Regions from separate parts of the Triticum aestivum genome. Here region 2 is linked to region 1. The links are chromatin contacts, called in public Hi-C maps. All regions are on one chromosome and are shown on one strand. Each heading gives the region's core, a stretch centred on a gene start, on an enhancer-like site or on the middle of the called end of the contact. The rest is flanking DNA. Distances are from core to core; before and after follow the strand shown. Region 1 has its middle 93 kb from the start of LOC123097817. Region 2 has its middle 17 kb from the start of LOC123097817.

Region 1 (2,700 bases), core at 4-2,503:
CGAGGGCGGCGTCGGGCGGGGTTCGTACGGCGGCGATCCGCGGCGGCGGTGATAGGCCAGTTGGAACTACCGTGATCGGGCGACCAGATGGGGCGGGCGAGAAGATTGGGCGGGCGAGATCGTGGCGTTTTTTTTGGCCATGCGCGTGGTATACGTATGCCCGGCACAACTGTATAATACGAGATGGGTATACGTTTCTTCCGTATGACCATTCTACCCTTCTACGTTTTGTTGGGCACAGAGACGAAAACTGAAGCACTCAACTCCCTCGTTCTCCATGTCGGCATGTGCGTCATCGCGTGTGACGTGGTGCTGCTACGTCACAGCCCCATACTGTTACTACAGGGCCTATACGAATTCTCGCGTATATACGAGGCGTATAACATTTGTGCGTTCCAAGTATTGAAGTTCTATGTTTCAGAAAGAGAGTACACGTTTCAGAAGAGAGTATGAAGGAGTTGAAGAAAGAAAAGAATACGTAGAGCAGAGTCATACATACATCATACATGGACGTGGCGTGAGTCTGTGGCGTGATTGTTTGTGCATCAACTCTGCAATTAGTGTGTAACGTACGTGATCAGCTTCCCCATGGTCGCATCATCTTTTCCTTTCGATCGATATAGCAGTTCGAACGATCCTAACCTGGCGGCTTAGCTACCAAAAAAATTATCTGGAACCGCTACCTACCGTTTCTTAGGCTGCGTTCGGTTTCTCTCGGCTCGTTTAACTCTGCTCGGGGAGTGGATCAGACTTTAGCTTAATTTTATGAAGCTGCCAAAACCCAGCTTCCCAACTTCGTGGAGCGGGCAAGTTCCGAACAGGGCCTTAGTCGCCACTCCTTTCATGTCACTGTCGACTGTCGTACGTAGGTCTCGATGGTTGTGACATCCGCACGTGGCCATGAACGACTTTCTTGTCACGGGCGCCGGCTCTAGTGGATTCGATCTGGACCGCGGGGATATTTGGTGCCGGATGGGATGATGGGTCAGTGCCCGCAGAGCGACCGCCACGCACATTTTCTGGATTAAAGGTGGCGAGGACATGATTTTTATCTATGGCCAGTTCGTTCGCCACCCTTGTTTTTTGTGGAGCAGAAAAAATCAGGCTCGTCCAATGGACACGTGCGAGCTGAGAGATTGTAGAGGATAAGAACGTGCTGCACTGCGTCCGATTGGATGGTGGGGTGAAGGATGCGCATTGCACTTGGCAGTAGCTGTGTTAGGTTGTCGTGAAGAGATAAAATAAGCACGGAGAGGGTGACGCGAAGCATAAGCAAGCTGGCGAGGATAGATTAAGGGTGCATCATCGACGTCGACGATGACAATAGGTTCACGTTATGTGAAGGCTTTCTTAGCTCCGAAGGCGTCGGGCTACCTTCCAAAAGAGGAATCAAAAGGCTGAGATCTCGGGCCTACAAACAATGGCGACGAGCAGAAGAGGCGGGACAAATGAATTCTTCTGGATCGCGACGCTAGCTCGTGGAGGGACCACGATGGTACTACAAAGCAATCAAACTGGATCCATGGTGGATCACTCCGGTCGAGTACAGTGTATCCGACCCGGAAATGGCGGTCTTCGTTTCTTTGTCTTGAAAATCCGTCTCAGTCCGTCAGTCGCACGTGAATCTTTGAAGCGAACGACTGAGCTAGGCAGCTAGCGATGAAAACGACGAGTGAAGCGCATGAACCTCGACTCCAAAGGGAAAAGAAGACCGACATGAACCTGGATATTCGTTTGTGGCATTCGTGGACCGTGAAGATAGAAATGATTAACACGTGAAGCCACACATCCACACGCACACAGTCCAAACAGCATATGCTCTATATGCATGACACCACTGTCTGCACACATCTACATCGAAATAATCAAACGAATTCCTCTGGGAGGCGGCGGCGCGGGCGTCTGCCAGGAGTAGGCTGTGGTTGTGGTGTGAGGTCCGAGTGAACCTTGATCGGGCATGGAGCTCGTCGGAGTTCTCAACCGTAGGGATGCTGGTGCTTGGGTTGTGCTCCTGCTTGTGCGGGTCTTAGGTGGGCCTGACATCTCGGCTATGCTGGCGAAGTGCTGCAGCGATGGCGAAGTGGTCAACTTGGACGGTGTGCCCCAATTCCGTGGGAAAGGATGAAGGCGCGCCGCGACTCGAAAGAAATTCTTGCCCGTACTCAGTCGGGGCTGGCGGTGACAGCCCCCGTGGGTGTCGTTCCCCTTCTTGGAGGCGTCACCGAGGTATGTCGGCATCTCCATCGCTCGCCCTCAGGATTGGTAGTTGTCTTCGAGGGAAAGCCTAGGTTTGCAGTCGAATCGGCGCGATGGCGGTGTCTTTACCGTCGCTACTCTGTTGGGAGCATCGCGATTGAAGAAACAACCTTGAGGTTCTATGTTGTGCTACTTCTGGTGCTCGCCATTGTTCAGGGTGATCTTCAGTGGCGCAATGTATGTTACCGCCGATGAGTCCAAGACGATGGCTTTTGTGGACCAACCAAGTTCCGCCATCTACTTGCACCTCCTTTTAGGCATCAAGGGTGGATCGTGCTTCTACGAGGGAAGTTCAGCTAGAGTTGGTGTTGTGTTTGGAGGCGACCAACATTGGTCAAGATGCGGCGATGTTGCTCAGTCTTGAACAAGCTCTTTTTTTCTTTGTAGTTGTGTTGTCGATGGTGGCTGTCTTAGGACTTGCCCTGGTGTGGAGTTTGCACTAAG
Region 2 (2,700 bases), core at 104-2,603, 75 kb after region 1:
CAGTCATGATCCTTGACTTGTAGCTAACGATGATCAACTTGTGCTACTACTACTAAACTCGCCGAGATGAGCTCAAAAGCGCGCCGCACGCCACCAAAGAGCGAAATCCCCCCTCTGCTTTATTCGCCGGGATCAGCCACTGTGATACCAAAAGAGCCTCTGCTTTCTAGGTTTTCGTTAGCAATTTTGTGGATGATGTTGATGGCGGCATGGCAACGACCGCGGAGGGCCCTTGCAGGAGGAGAAGACTTGGCCGCGAAGCACCTCCACCTCGATGTTCATCCGCACGCCGGCACTGTGCATGCTGAGGTGTCGTTGCCTCATGGGGCGAGCGGGGGAGATTGTGCGCCCACCAGCCAATCAGCGCCGGTCAGCATCGAACGCAGTCGATACAATGCAACGCAGGAGTAGTTATTCTTCGGTTGAACACTGACGCTGACGGTCTGGGACGACGGATGTTGCAGCCTGAGCGCTCCTGTTCAATCCATGTACTCTGCGACGGAGATGCGGAGAGCGAGCTTGTTCAGTCAGTCAATGTACTTCGCCACGGAGATGCAGAGAAGAAATTCAAGTGCAGAGACCGGAGCACACACCATGCACAACACTAGAAAGGCTAGAAATTCATGATAAGTTCACCAACTAATGGCAATTACGTACAGTAGTATATACCACACATACATACATCCACCAAAACGATCCAAATCACTGCGAGGCTACGGACTCCACATGTTCGCCAAAAGCTGCGGAATTACAACGGAATTCCATACAGCCAGAAAAAACGAAAATGTTATTCCCCTCCAACACCCCCTACCTTACCAGCGACCCCGACCCCCAATCGCCCACCCCCATTTCGCGTTCCAAGAGAACGACCGCAGCAATTCTTGATTCTTTTCTTCAGAGATCATCATATATCCATCCCTCTCCTTCCCCGGGCACGTGCCGGGCCAGGCCGGATCAACCACCGGGCGCGACGCGGCGGCCGCCGCTGCCGCCTTCTTTAGCCCTGGCCTTGCCCTCCTTCCGCTCCGCCTTGCGGAAGAGGCACGGGAAGAGGCACGCGAATATGCTGGCCTTCACCTGCCCGCGCCTCGGCAGAGGCCGCCTCGAGTCGCCCTGCCGCTCCATTGCTGGCTGCTGGCGCCTTCTTGCTCCGAAAGCCAGGAAGAAGAAGGGTCGAGAGAGGAGCGTGTGAAGGAAGGTTGGCGTGTGGGCTTGTGCTTGTGTGCGATGTGAGGGGAGTGAACGCAGAGTCTCTGCCGTTTTATAGCCAGGCGAACTGGGAACAGTGAGGGCCAAGGTTCCTTGGGATGCAAGCAGCTGCCCTGCCCTTCACGGTTCGAACTCCATCTTCTGGAAACTTTCGGGTCTGCGCCTCAGCCCTGGCTCGAGTCTGAACCTTGCGATGTCACTGTAGTGACTGTACTGCCTGGGGCAAAAGCTTTCTGGATACGCTACCTTCAGAGGTGATGAAGATCTAAATCAGATACGCGCCAGCCTGGTGTGTTTAGCCACTGTTACTTGTCAGCCCAGCACTCCAGCCCGGTGGTACATAACTCACCAGCAAGCAAGCCTGGCCTGGGTAGGAATTTTTTTTTGGTGTTTCGTGTTGGCTCGCTGCAGGATTCTGTCTGAAAAATTGTGGTTCTGAAGTTCAACACTCCAGCTGGAATGATATACGTAGAAAACTACGCCACTGTCTGCCTGCCTACGGCGAGTGGATATAGTTTAAGCACTAAACTACCCATGGCCATGGCACTAGAAGAAAATAGAGATTTTCTGGATCACAACTTTCAGCATCGACCGTTCAGGTCAGGCTCTCCGTTGGCCATGGAGATTGCAAGCGCCCAAACGCAGGGCATAAAATATGATAACCTGCAGGAAAAGCCGTACAATAATGCACTCGCAGCGAACTAAAATACAGCGGCAGATGTATAGAGATGTTACAAGGAAAAACTATTTTGTGCGCCCGGGGAGCAGTTGACTTGAATTCCACACTGTGACCTTCGGACCAACCTTATATTCTGTTCGCATCGGGGAAAAAGTCTTCGCTCTCTCGGGATGGACAAATTTTCTGTTCACATTTCAGAAGTGTCTGGAATCTAAGGCAATGCACCGTAACAAAAGTAATAATAACGAGAGATACGAGGAGCGGGAAAACATAACTATTGCAGTAACTAGCAATCAGTTACTCGTGTTACTTTTTTGAAATGTGTCGTGAAATTATCACGGCAGATGTCCTCATGCAAAGACTTAGTCGTGGAGCCATCGCAACTAGGAAGCTTAAAGGGGTTTAACGGGACAAAGGACACGAGGGTTATACTGGTTCGCCCCTTACGATGAAGGTAAAAGCCTACTCCAGTTGAGGTGGAATTACTTAGGGTTTCGATGACCAGGGAGCTAAACCGATATGCCTGGTTATCGATCTGATGTTGCCTCTCTTGAACCACCGCCGGGTCGTCCCTTTATATAGAGAGGTTAACGCCCAGCGGCTCACAGAGTCCCGGCCGGCTCATAAACAATGTCCGGCTCGGACTCTTAACTATTCTGCCTTACACTACAAGTCATGCCATAACGGCGGTTTAACACTACAAGCCTTAAGTCGCCTCTGGGCCTTAGGCTCATTACTAAACCGCCATCCTTAATCTATCCTTGGGCTTCTGAATGAAGAGCTGTCGCAACGTAACCCGGCCCATCCTGGGC

What was found. A called contact is a pair of places that touch in the nucleus more often than the background predicts.
Region 2: a Hi-C map of leaf shows a contact between it and region 1, with 3 times the contacts expected there. The contact joins two enhancer-like sites. A contact is called at or near these places in 2 of 5 Hi-C or Micro-C datasets (both in leaf) and 1 of 1 datasets of contacts at active chromatin or transcription factors (leaf).

What each region holds. Positions count from the first base shown.
Region 1 is chr4D:345,419,303-345,422,002 of IWGSC CS RefSeq v2.1, forward strand. No RefSeq gene overlaps it. Among protein-coding and RNA genes, the nearest start is that of LOC123097817, 93 kb to the right of the region's middle. Within about 2 kb of position 1,254, at least 2 of the 8 cell types and tissues checked have an H3K27ac peak or open chromatin away from gene starts, as enhancers often do. A contact at or near this core is called in leaf, where this site is marked.
Region 2 is chr4D:345,494,683-345,497,382 of IWGSC CS RefSeq v2.1, forward strand. No RefSeq gene overlaps it. Among protein-coding and RNA genes, the nearest start is that of LOC123097817, 17 kb to the right of the region's middle. Within about 2 kb of position 1,354, at least 2 of the 8 cell types and tissues checked have an H3K27ac peak or open chromatin away from gene starts, as enhancers often do. A contact at or near this core is called in leaf, where this site is marked.